Linked DNA regions of Gossypium arboreum: region 1 is linked to region 2. Evidence: chromatin contacts called from public Hi-C data. All regions are on one chromosome and are shown on one strand. Each heading gives the region's core, a stretch centred on a gene start, on an enhancer-like site or on the middle of the called end of the contact. The rest is flanking DNA. Distances are from core to core; before and after follow the strand shown. Region 1 holds the start of LOC108477784 (basic leucine zipper 4-like). Region 2 holds the start of LOC108478650.

Region 1 (6,205 bases), core at 933-3,432, 130 kb before region 2:
CATATCAGTGCCTCACACAGTTTGTCACACTGTCATGTGACTCAAGTCAAAGAGTTACACGGTCTAGCACCCGGCCTAACACACGCTCGTGTGACTCAAGTCAGAAAGTTGCATGCTCTGATACATGACTTGGCACACAGCCGTGTGGAGTCTGCAATCCCAATTATGGCTTTCTCTATTCGCTGATTTCTTGGGTTTTCATTAAACACTTGATACGAATTCGATGTAGAAGCAAAAATGCTGATTCTAGAACCTAAAAACGACATTCAAGTGACCAATCAGACCATTTATTCACAATCAAATCACTAGAATTAACATCTAAAACCGTAGTTACATTTAAGAACTTCGACAAAAAATCCTCAAAATGAAAACTAACGTTTACCGATAAACAAGCAGCAATTACACAAAGCTTAATTTGTTGGAGAAACATTAGACGTCGCTCACTCCTCTCCTGATTCGAACAAACCAATTAAACCAACAACCAACGAAGAATCAATCTTTACAAAGATCTCAAGAAACAAACTGAAAAATTCACTAAACTAATAATCTATAAATAGAATTACACACTTACCCGAATGAATTAGAACACCTAACAGTATATCGAGCGAAGAATTCCCACACTAATGTCAAGAATTGAAGCAAAAGTAAAAGAAAAGAAACTAAAAAGAAAACACAAGGAAAACAAAAGGGAACAAAAAATCGACAAATTTTGGGAAAAATAAAAATAAAAAAGTGGAGAAAAAATAAATTGATTAAGTGATTTAAAAAACAAAACTTATTTATTTAAAAAAAAAATGCCAAACATTTCCTTATTGCTTCCATAGAGACTTGAACGCAAAACTAAAGAATTAGTTAAAGCTTTACCACTGAACCAGTAAGCCCATTGTTAATATAAATTTACATAGAATTAAACTTAAGTTGAGAGTTCAAAGACAAAGGTTGAGTAAAAAAGATAACAAAAATTTCCAATAGTGGGACTTAAATCCCTAATCTCAAACGCACAATCAATGCTCCAAACCACTGAAGTAAATACATATCTTATGACTAAATTTAACAAACAAAAGTTTAAAATTTTGAGGCGTTACAATGAAGGTTAAAGTTATTGGATTTTTTAGAATTTGAACATAATTTTGTAAACATTAAGGGTTAAATTTTTTGAATTTTTTTAATATTTAAGATCAAATTAATAGAATGCCTAAACATTAGAGGGTTGAATTTGTTATTAGACTAATAAAAAAAGGGCTTTCCGTCACTCATCTAACGGCAACTAATGGGGGAATGATTAAATTATTTAATTTCTAAAAGTTTAGTGATTAAATAAAAAAACAATAGCTAGGTGACTAAAATAGAACTAAAGACATAGTTAGGTGACTATTTTATAATTTACCCTTAATTGTTGTATATAATCTGATTTATATACTAAATACATATGTTTATGTTTAAACTTTTAAGAGTGAGGTTGGGCGAAGAATTTTAAATTTTAGAGATTTTTAAAATGTTAGTATTTTAGAATTCATAAAATCAAAATGGTAATAATTGTAATTGATTAGTTTGGATAAATAGTTCTTCTATGAAAACTTGAAATAATGAAATTTTACAAACTAAAAATATAATTATAAAAGAAAATTAATAATATAGAAAATATTCAATATGAATATCATTAGATTTGTAAAATTATAAATATTTTAACCAAATAATTTAAAAAAAAACTAAAATTATGTAAAATAAATCGGATATCAAATTCCTCAAAAAAAAATTAATTACTATATTATTATTACCGAAACAACACTCTAAATCCTTGGTTGAAACACACACCTTATGGCATAACATTGTACTGAACTTTGTTGAAAATTTTGGAAAATGATCCATGACTATGAGGAAGTAGGAATTTATGTGATGTTCCTTACATTCAGGAACTTCCTAAGAAGCAGGAACTTAAATTTCTTTCACATTCCTGTTCATTAGTTGAATTAAATTAATTATGGGGTAATGATGCCGCCCCAGAAAAGTTTGATTAAATTATAATAAAAATTTAAAAGTAGGCCTCATAGATGGACATGATCGAATGCTTTTGATCTGATGGAGACTTGAACCATCTATCTACTCCCACCCATCACCTAAATAAATGGCTTTTTAATTAACTCTACTTTATTGATAATATTACCAAACTACCCTTAAGCTGCCCATAAATACAGGCCTCCTACGCTGCATTTCTTCCCTTTTCTCCTCCTCTTCTTTCCCCATGTATGTTTGTTATTCTTAAAGGAAGCCATGTTGTCCACTGTTCCGGCCATTATTTCCTCCAATCCCATGATGGAAAGTGATCCATTTCCCTCTCTCCAAAGCGCTTGGGATTGCTCCCAACTTTTTTCCACTACCCAATCAGTAGGACCCGCTCGGTCCGGTTCCGCTTCGACTGAACTGAACCAAACCCAAACCCAAACCCAAACTCACTCCAATTCCGGTTTGGACGAATCAAACAAAACGCTTTCCATCATCGATGAACGAAAGAGAAGACGCATGATATCGAACCGGGAATCGGCCAGGAGGTCACGGATGCGTAAACAGAAGCATTTAGAAAACCTAAGGAACCAGGCGAACCGGCTTAGAATCGAGAACCGAGAACTGACTTACCGTTTGAGGTTCCTTTTGTACCACTGTCATCGTGTAAGGACTGACAACGACCGCCTCCGATCCGAGTCCACTCTGCTCCGACAAAAATTGTCGGACATGCATCAAAATTTGCTATTCAAGCAGCTGCAGCAGTTTTCATCTGCATGGCCATGCAATAATGTGACTGTCATGTCCGAACAAATTCCACCACCATTAATCATCTAAACGCATACATATATTAAACTTCACAATAAAACTACATTAAATTTCTCTCCAAAAGCGAGAAACTAGCTATCTCTTTCTGTAAATTAAAATGGTGTTAGAGAAAGAAAATGGATGGGTTTTTTTTCTGTCTTCCTTTTTTGCTAAAGAGATACGAAACCACAGAGTATTATAGTGTAGAAATAAGTTGAGTCAGTGTTTGGTTTTTGTCAACGTTATTTTTGTTTTCTTCTTTTTTATTGTTAGCTTTGAAAAATCCCTCCCACTATGCAATATAGCAAATCATTGAAACTTACTTTTTTATTATTTTGTATATCTCATCCTAATGTCTCAAAGTTATCATTTAATTTTGGGTTTCATTTCATCACTCCATTGGGTTTCTAAGATACCCTTGCTCTAATATTATATATGATAAAATATATTGGTGTTGGTAAACTATTTAAATTTGATTCGATAATTATTAAATTAAATTCGAACTTAATAATACTTGATTTGAACAGTTCACAAGTTATATTGAGCTTTTTATTTTTTTTATTTTGTTAAATTATGTAATTATTAAGTTGAGTTCAAATTTGAATACAAAAATTGATAAATAAATTTAATCGATCTCGAACTTAAAAATATATCTTTGATCAAATTCGAGTTAAATATTAAACTTTAAATTTTAAATCAAGTTGGAACTTAATAATATTTAGGCTCGGCTGAATTTGATTATGCTCCTAACAAAAACAAAAAGAAGTTATTGAAGGGTAAGGTTGTCCTTCCCTTTGGCATAAAGTGAAATAGAATATGCTAAAATTAACAGTGAAGGAAAGGTTTTAACGGCTAATGATGAATCCCCTTGCGGCCCCAAAAAATTCAACTATATTTCAGAAATAAATTTAGATTATAATAAAATGTAAAGAAGATGTGATAGAGAAATGAAGGATGTATGGACTACCACTAGAATTTAGATCACCTATTTTTAATTAAGTTTAGTTTTATGATGAGCGTGGAGATCTTCCCACTAAACCCCAATCCAATCACTTTATCATCCTTCCTTCAATAAAAGAAGAGAATATAAATATCTTCCCACTTGAGCCACAAAAGATCTTGCACCTTCTGTGTTCATCCACAATTCTTGATTGCGTTTGCCACAAATCCAACATACTACTGGGTGCACCCCACTTATTTACTTCTTCTGATTGCTTCATTTTTAGTTGTAAAAATTATAGTTAAAAGATAAAATATTTGAAACTAAATCTATATCAATAACAAATGAAATATAATTTTTAAGTAATTAATATAATTTGGTTGTAAAATTAATGATACATAAAATATTTTAAAATATAAATAAAACAATAAATAATATTTAAATTAATATAAAGATTCATAAAATATAAATTAATTTAATTATTATTTACTTTTAAATAATCAATATAAATAATGATATTTTAATAATTTCACTTTAAAATAAAATTTAAAAAAAAACTAAATTACCTAAATATCAACTTTTACATTTGAATTGAAAGTTACTTTTTGGAAAAAAAAATTTTATTGAGAAGTTAAATATTCTCTGTTACTTCTATTATGGAAAAACACTTTTGATTTTGCAAAAGCAATGGAAAACAACTTTGTATCAAGGTTATTTGAATTGCACCAGGTTTTTAATTTTTAAATATTTTTTTTAAAATTTTTAATAATTTATTTAATCGAATCAAATGATTCGATTGAATAGATTAAACTAATTATTTGACTAATTCAACCATCAATCTAATTTCTCCCCCAAATCACATAAGTTTATAAAGAAAGCTCATGAAATTTCTAAGGTGATAATATGGTTTTTTTTTTTAATAAAAGTACTCTAAATTTTTTTGATTAATTACGAAAATGGGCTAACTTAAAAATCATGTATGAAAATGACATGATTTCTACAATATTTGTCGATACCATCAGACACATCAACGGCACCGACCCCCACATCAGCCAATGATTGCATTTTTTCAACAAAAAAAAAAAAAATAGTGATGTTGCCGGAAAAATTGGCAGCATAGAACTGAAGTGTGATTATATAAGATGTTTAGGAACTTGATGAAGCAATTACCATTTTTAGATTGGCTGAAAAAGGGTACATTTTTTCAACTTTTGGTTTATTTGCATGTTAAGTCTGTTCTTTTTAAAATTAAATTTAAATAGCCTTTAAAATATATAAAAATAACAAAATAAACTCTTTTCAATTTTTTATTTTAAAAAATAACAAACTTAAAAATTATATAAAATTCATTCCTAGTGCATTTAAATTTAGATAAAACTAATCTAAAAGGGTAATTATTTCTTTAAGTCCTTAAACATTTCATATAATTATACTTTAGTCTGACACCGTCAATTTATCAGGTGGAATCACTATTTTTTTAAAAAAATAATCATTGACTGCTTATGGGGGTCGTTGCCGCTGATGTATCTGGCAGAACTGACAAGTACTATAAAAATAAAATCATTTATATACATAATTTTTAAATTAAATTATTTTCATAATTAATTAAAAATTTTAGAGGACTTAAAAGAAAGCCTGATAATACAGTTTGCATATAGAAAGTAAGGATGGCCCTGTGAGATGAAATGCTTTTTGGTTTGGAGCCATCAAAGTGATTAGGTAGTGATAATGAATGAAGGAAGCAACAGTGAAGAGAAGAGTGTGTTGAAAAGACTTGGGGGTGTGCGAAATGAAAAGATACCCAACTCTTTTCAACAAAATGGATCCAAACACCAGCACCAACACTGTCCTCCTATTACCCATCTTGTGGGATGCACCAAATCCCATCCTTTTTGGTTTTCTCTTTTACGATGATGACACGTTAAAGAAGGTTGGAAAACGATTGTCCATTGTAAACCATGAATTTTCTTTTTTAAAAAATAAAAATTAACAAAGATATTATAATAAAGGGTTAGTACCAGTAAAATTTTCTTAGAGTGCTATAATTTTTTTTATAGGTGACACTATAACTAGGTATAGTCATTTCTTAATTTATAAATAGGAGAATAATGTGTTTTAGTGTACTCGAATTCCTACATCCTCTTACACTAGTAACAATGTCCATACCAATTAAACTAAAACTTAATTGACAAAGATTTTTCATTCTTAAATTCTTATTTGTGGAATTAAATTTTTTTACAAGTAGTGTATCAAATAATTTTTGTATAATAAATAAAAATCATACATCCATATTATCAAATATTTCTCCATATAATAATTAAATATCATAAAATTATATTATACTAATATGGGGCTAAATTAGTTGAATATGTCGAAAAAAAAGTTAATTGTTCAAATAAGCCCTTTTTTTTTTTTAATTTAGAGAAATAGATCGTTTTTAAAGAGAGTGTGTAAAAG
Region 2 (5,877 bases), core at 2,534-5,033:
AGTCGGTATAATCAAAAAATTGGGTGCCTAGCACTCCTTAACATGTAGTCATAAAACCCTGAACTCTTCATGTCTTATGGCATGTCAATTATACCCGACCTTGCCCGAATAGTTAATAGGGTAACAATTTCTCACATTCATTTATAATCAATTCTTCGTTCCAATATCATAATCACAATAACAAATCCATAATTCGCATATATAACAACATAGTTCATCACAACTTAACACAACTTCACATTTTAAATAATATCCAATATTTATGAGCCTATTCAATTTAGGCTTTATTACAAATAGCCAATTCAATCACATCATTTCAACCCACTGAATCAATTATCACTCACCTTATGAACTTACCATACAATTTAACATAAAAAAGCTACAATTGAGATGGTTCAGATTATAGAAACACAAACTGTAAACTCCAAGCTATTCGTAGACGACTACCTTTTCCTTTCTTTTTTGAGGAATTCGAGTCAATGTTAGCTACAAATTAAAGAAAACATACACAATTATCAATATACAACCAGTTTCACATTCAATTGCTAATTTATGTAAATTTTGTATTTTATTCAATTTAGTCCCTAAAACGGATATTAGCATAACTTTCAAATTTAGCCTCCAATTTTTATGCAAATTTCACTATAGTCCTAATTAAACATCCTATTTTTCATTTCTACCACAAATTTAGAAATTTATGCACTTTATTCCTTATTGAACAGAACCATTAATTGACTTTACAATTTAATCATTTTTCAACTCTAAACTTAAAATCTATCAAATTAACACATAAAGCTTCAACTAGTCATCCATGGAAACATTCTCAATCTTTAATAGCACCAAAAAAATAAGTTATGAATTAGCTAGCTTAAGCTATCGAGATACAGGAAACATAAAAATTACAATAAAAATAACTAAATTGAACTAATCAAATTAAGCTTGAAACTTGAGAACCCTAAGGCCGTGGGTTCTTCCTTCTCCCTTTTATATTTCAGTGTTGAAAAAAAAAAGAAAAGAACATTGGCTTTCTCTTCCATTAAGTGTTTTATTTTTATTTTATTAATTATTATTATTTTATTAAAATTTTATAACATTTCTCTTATAAATATAAACCAAGCTACCGTCCACTAACCTATAAGTGGGTATAATGATCATTTTATTCCTTAATTCACTTCTAATTATTATAAATATATAGTAATAAAAATTTTGACACTTTTACAATTTAGTCCCTATACCCTTATTAAACACTATTTTGACCAAATTACTTGTCTGAAATTCAATTCACTTCTAACGCAACTCCGTAAATATTTAATAACAATATTTGCGAGTCTGATTTGCATAAACGAGGTTCTAAAACCGCACTTTTTGACACCACTGACTTTCGGGTCGTTACAAGCTTGATAAACATGAAAGTCTTATTATCTTTTGGTGATTGAAGTACTACTTTTTAGAGATAAATATCAGATTTATTCAAGGAAATTCTTCAAGGACTTATGTAACACCCCTAACCCGATCCAGTCGCCGAACCCGAGCTACAGAATGCTACCACAATCACCAGAACAATCACACACAAATTATATCATTCAATTCGATTTAAAAATAAAAACATTAAACCATTACAATCACATGCACATTAGTATTTATGAATATAACTAGAACTAAATCAAGCTTTTAGATACAATAGAATAGATTCGAGCATGATTAAGGACCAAAATACAATTTTTTTCAAAACTTTAGAAATAGGTATCGATACTTATTGAATTCGTTTTGGCGTTTTGCCAATTTGGAATTTTGAAAACAATACATTTTTATTGATACCTTTAAAAGTGTCTTTCTTTGACAAATAAGTATCAATACTCTTTATAGGTAGGATACCGCGTCAATACTTAACGATCCGTCAAGAGTTTTGGCGGAAAAATGAACTCAAATAGCTTAATTAGGTACACTTTTTTTACGAGGAGCTTAATTGATTTTTTTAAAATTATTTTCAGAGGACTAATTTGACATTTTAACATTTTCAATACCTGATTGAAAACGAAATTTTAACTAATACACAAGGGTAAATACATAAATTTTAATAAAATATTGTAATATTCACATTTTAAATAATTCACGTACAATTACATATCAATATATTAAAATAGAAAAATATTATTTATTTTGATTTTGATTTTTCATTGATGTTAAGATTCAAAATTTATGCTATCTTTCATTTATATTTTGAATTTAAATTTATAATTTCATATTGGTACATTATGAAAATTATATTAATTATATTTTAAAAAGTTATTGAATTGTATTACTACATTATAATTTAATAATATTACATGTGTAGCCCTGAAATTAAACCTAGTATATATAAAAACAAGAATTCAATTTTTAAACTTTTCATGTTTTTAACATTCTATTTACTTTTTAATTAATAAAAAAGCTATAAATATGATAAATTAATAAACTATTAAACAAAAATCTAAAATAAATATAAAATTCAAATTCAATCCCAACTTCAGTCGGACAAAATGCGAACCTTTTCATACTACAATATTTTCGTAGTAAAATCCGCTTACAGATTAGTGCATGCTAAAGAGGTTGAGACTGAGGGACTACATAGCTAAGAGAGAGACAAGTTTTGTATCAGAACGCCGAATAACCCTTTGGAGATTAATTTTACCTAGCAAGGTTTGTTTTTTAGCTAAAGATTGCTTCATGATCTGCCACCAATAAGTGTGCAATTTGAGGGGGGCAAGGTACTGAAGATGATATTCACCCTTTTATGGACATGCGTTGCTTTCAATCAGCCCAGTTTCAGCTTAGTTAGAGGGCACCAATTTGATTAGATGTTTGATTAGAAGTGGTTACTATGATGGAAGCCTAGCAATACTCTTCAAGGCCCAGTGGCTATTTGATTTATATGTTTGATATGTCGAAATCGAGAGCAATGCTTTATTGGTTATTGGAATATGTAATATCATAATAATAATGGTAGAGGTTTATTCTATTCAAAAGTCTATGCGGCTAAATCTCATCTATAAATTCTGTTTATTGTAAATATAAATTCAAATTTGAGTATAATTTTTTTCGTATCCTATATGAAATTAGACAAAATTTCATTTAGTTGTATCATTATTGAATTAATTTATGTCATTTGATAAATAATGAAAAAAGAGTGGGATTTTTTTGAGAAATGGGAAATTTAAAATGTTTGGGGATGAAAATAGAAAAATGTTTACAATACTTAGGCCGAATCAGATGCAATTTGAAAGATTTTGTGCGCTCATGGATCGAAGCTTAACGGAAGAACTTTATAAGTTTCGAAAAATTGAATATGCAATGAAAGAAATTAAATTTCAATTTATTTGTGAAAACATATCAATTGGTGGAACTACCGATAAAAGAAAAGGATGTCGAACTTAGTTTAGTTATTTAAGCTTTTTTTTTTTGTGTGTCTAATTAGGTACTTGAACTTGGCTTCATAATTCAAATTGGTTTAAATAAATCATTCATTGTAAATATTAATTTAAAAAAAAAAAAGAATTAAATTTAAGTACCAATTTAAACTAAAACATTAAATTCAAATATTTAATTGACCCAAAAAAATTTAGTTACCAATTTAAAACTTAGGAGGAGGTTTAAGTTGGTGGTAGTCAATGGCTAATCAGTTTATGGAATCATTGAGCAGTCTAATGGCAATACTGCCACGAAAAGATGGTAAAAACTCTTAGAAAGGAAATAATATTGGACTTGAAAAAAAGAAGTGATTTAGTGGGCTAGATCCCAGCCGATTGAAAACCTAATCCAAATAAGCAGCCCACACAATAGAAACGTTGATGATCTCTCAACCACCAATCCAGCAACAAGAAATTCCTCCCTCCACAAATTTCATCAAATAAAATTGGGGTCAAAATAAATCGACCATTTTTTGTTTCTTGGAAAGTTTTCAGTTTCCCACCCTCTGTATCCCTACAATGACCACCTTACCTTCACAAAACCTGCAATCGGTGCGACCTCTATATTTTTCTTCAATTAATTCTCTTAAATTTGGATCTCAAATTCCTTCATTAAAATTCCCCATTTCTTCTCCTATAAAACTAAAACCAGCCAAGCTTTTCACATGCAATAATGGCACCAACAACTCTGGGGTCGTGGGAAAAGCCTCTACCTCTGAATTCAGTGCAGATATAGGTGACGTCCTTGGGGATGTTACCATTTTCACTGCTGCTGATCAGCCTGTCATTCTCAAAGACCTTAGGGACCAAAACCAAGTAAATTTTACTCCTTTCTTATTGCTAAAAACTTGCTCCGATCTTTGCCTTTTATTAATTTATTCTCTTTACCCCCAACAGGGAATTGCAGTTGTTGCACATCTACGCCATTTCGGATGCCCTTGTTGGTCCTCACTTGACTGGGCGTTTATTTATTTATTTATTTATTGTATGTGTAAATTTATATGATTCATTGCTAAACAAGTTATGTTCTTTGATTCATTATTAGCTGGGAACTTGGTTTAGAATTGAAAGAAGCAAAAGCAAGATTTGAATCAGCTGGAGTTAAACTGATTGCAATCGGCGTTGGTACACCTAACAAAGCACGTTTGCTTGCAGAACGGGTACCATTGATACCAAATTTATTATTATTATTATAATTATTGTTGTTAACAAATTTCATAAGTTGGCTCACTGAAATTGATTCAGCTACCATTTCCAATGGATTGCCTTTACGCTGATCCAAACCGAGAGGTAATATCAGTGTGTTAATGGATCCATATTTTCCCTTTAATTGGTTTTTTTAACATTCTCCTTTTCAGGCATATGATATTTTGGGCCTATATTATGGCTTTGGTCGTACATTTTTCAACCCAGCAAGTGTACATCTCTTTTCCATTCTCTGCAGTATTTTGTTCTCGATTTTTCAGATTTCAGTAATTTTGGACACAAACATCTATTACATTGATGGAGTGTAAAAATAAAACAAACACATGCTTGTCAATCATACACTGTCTAGGTCGTGCAGACTAAAGTGTTTTCAAGATTTGAGTCCCTGCAAGAAGCTGTAAAAAACTACACAATTGAGGCCACCCCTGACGAAACAAGTAGTGTACTGCAACAGGTAAGCCTAATTTCATTTTAGCTTGTATAACCCTAAATTCACTGTTATAATATAAGTTTTCCTCTTTGATACTATCAAGGAGGGATGTTTGTGTTCAAAGGTAACAACTGTTATATGCTCATAAAGATGAAGGAACCGGCGATCATGCACCTTTAGATCAAGTGTTTGATATATGTTGCAAAGTTCCAGCATGATGATAAAGTTAAAATACATCTACTTGTATAGAATTTGAGATTTAGTCCCTGTATTTTAAAAGTTTAAAATTTAATCCTCCTACTCTTTTAATTTAAAATTCTTAATTCAATCATTACCATCGTTGGTAGTTTTTGTCTACTTATTATAGACGGATATAATAAATATATTAGATTGATTTGAAAATGTATAGGCATGATATTACAATTATATTGATAAATTCAATTTATTTATTGTTAAAATATTAATTATAAAAAAAATAGTTAAGAAAGTGTATAAAACTAATTTAAAAATATAATAGTGTATAAAGATCATTTCCTATTCATACATACACATGGAGGAAATCAAAAGTATAAATAAGGGATTAAAGGGTATATATAAAAATTTAAAGTAAATAAATTGTTAGGAAAAAAACTTATAAAGTTTATTTTATTTAATTTTAGAAAATATATTTTAATGTAAAAATACTCTCTTTTTTAATATTAAGAACAACATTTCAAGGACCTTACATGTTATATTAAATTTTGAACAAGATGATTTCTTTTTGCTATTTAAATTTGGATTATCCAACAATAAACA

What was found. Hi-C and Micro-C count contacts between places; a contact is called where the count stands out from the background.
Region 1: a Hi-C map of leaf shows a contact between it and region 2, with 1.8 times the contacts expected there. The contact joins the promoter of LOC108477784 here to the promoter of LOC108478650 in region 2. A contact is called at or near these places in 2 of 5 Hi-C or Micro-C datasets (both in leaf).

Annotation. Positions count from the first base shown.
Region 1 is chr12:45,863,892-45,870,096 of ASM2569848v2, reverse strand. LOC108477784 (basic leucine zipper 4-like) reads left to right here and starts at 2,182. Exons shown (of 1, transcript XM_017780278.2): 1 at 2,182-3,126. The coding sequence starts at 2,272. The coding sequence ends at 2,838.
Region 2 is chr12:45,732,027-45,737,903 of ASM2569848v2, reverse strand. LOC108478650 reads left to right here and starts at 3,783. Exons shown (of 8, transcript XM_053023441.1): 1 at 3,783-4,262; 2 at 4,344-4,386; 3 at 4,492-4,606; 4 at 4,692-4,736; 5 at 4,805-4,864; 6 at 5,002-5,106. The coding sequence starts at 4,379.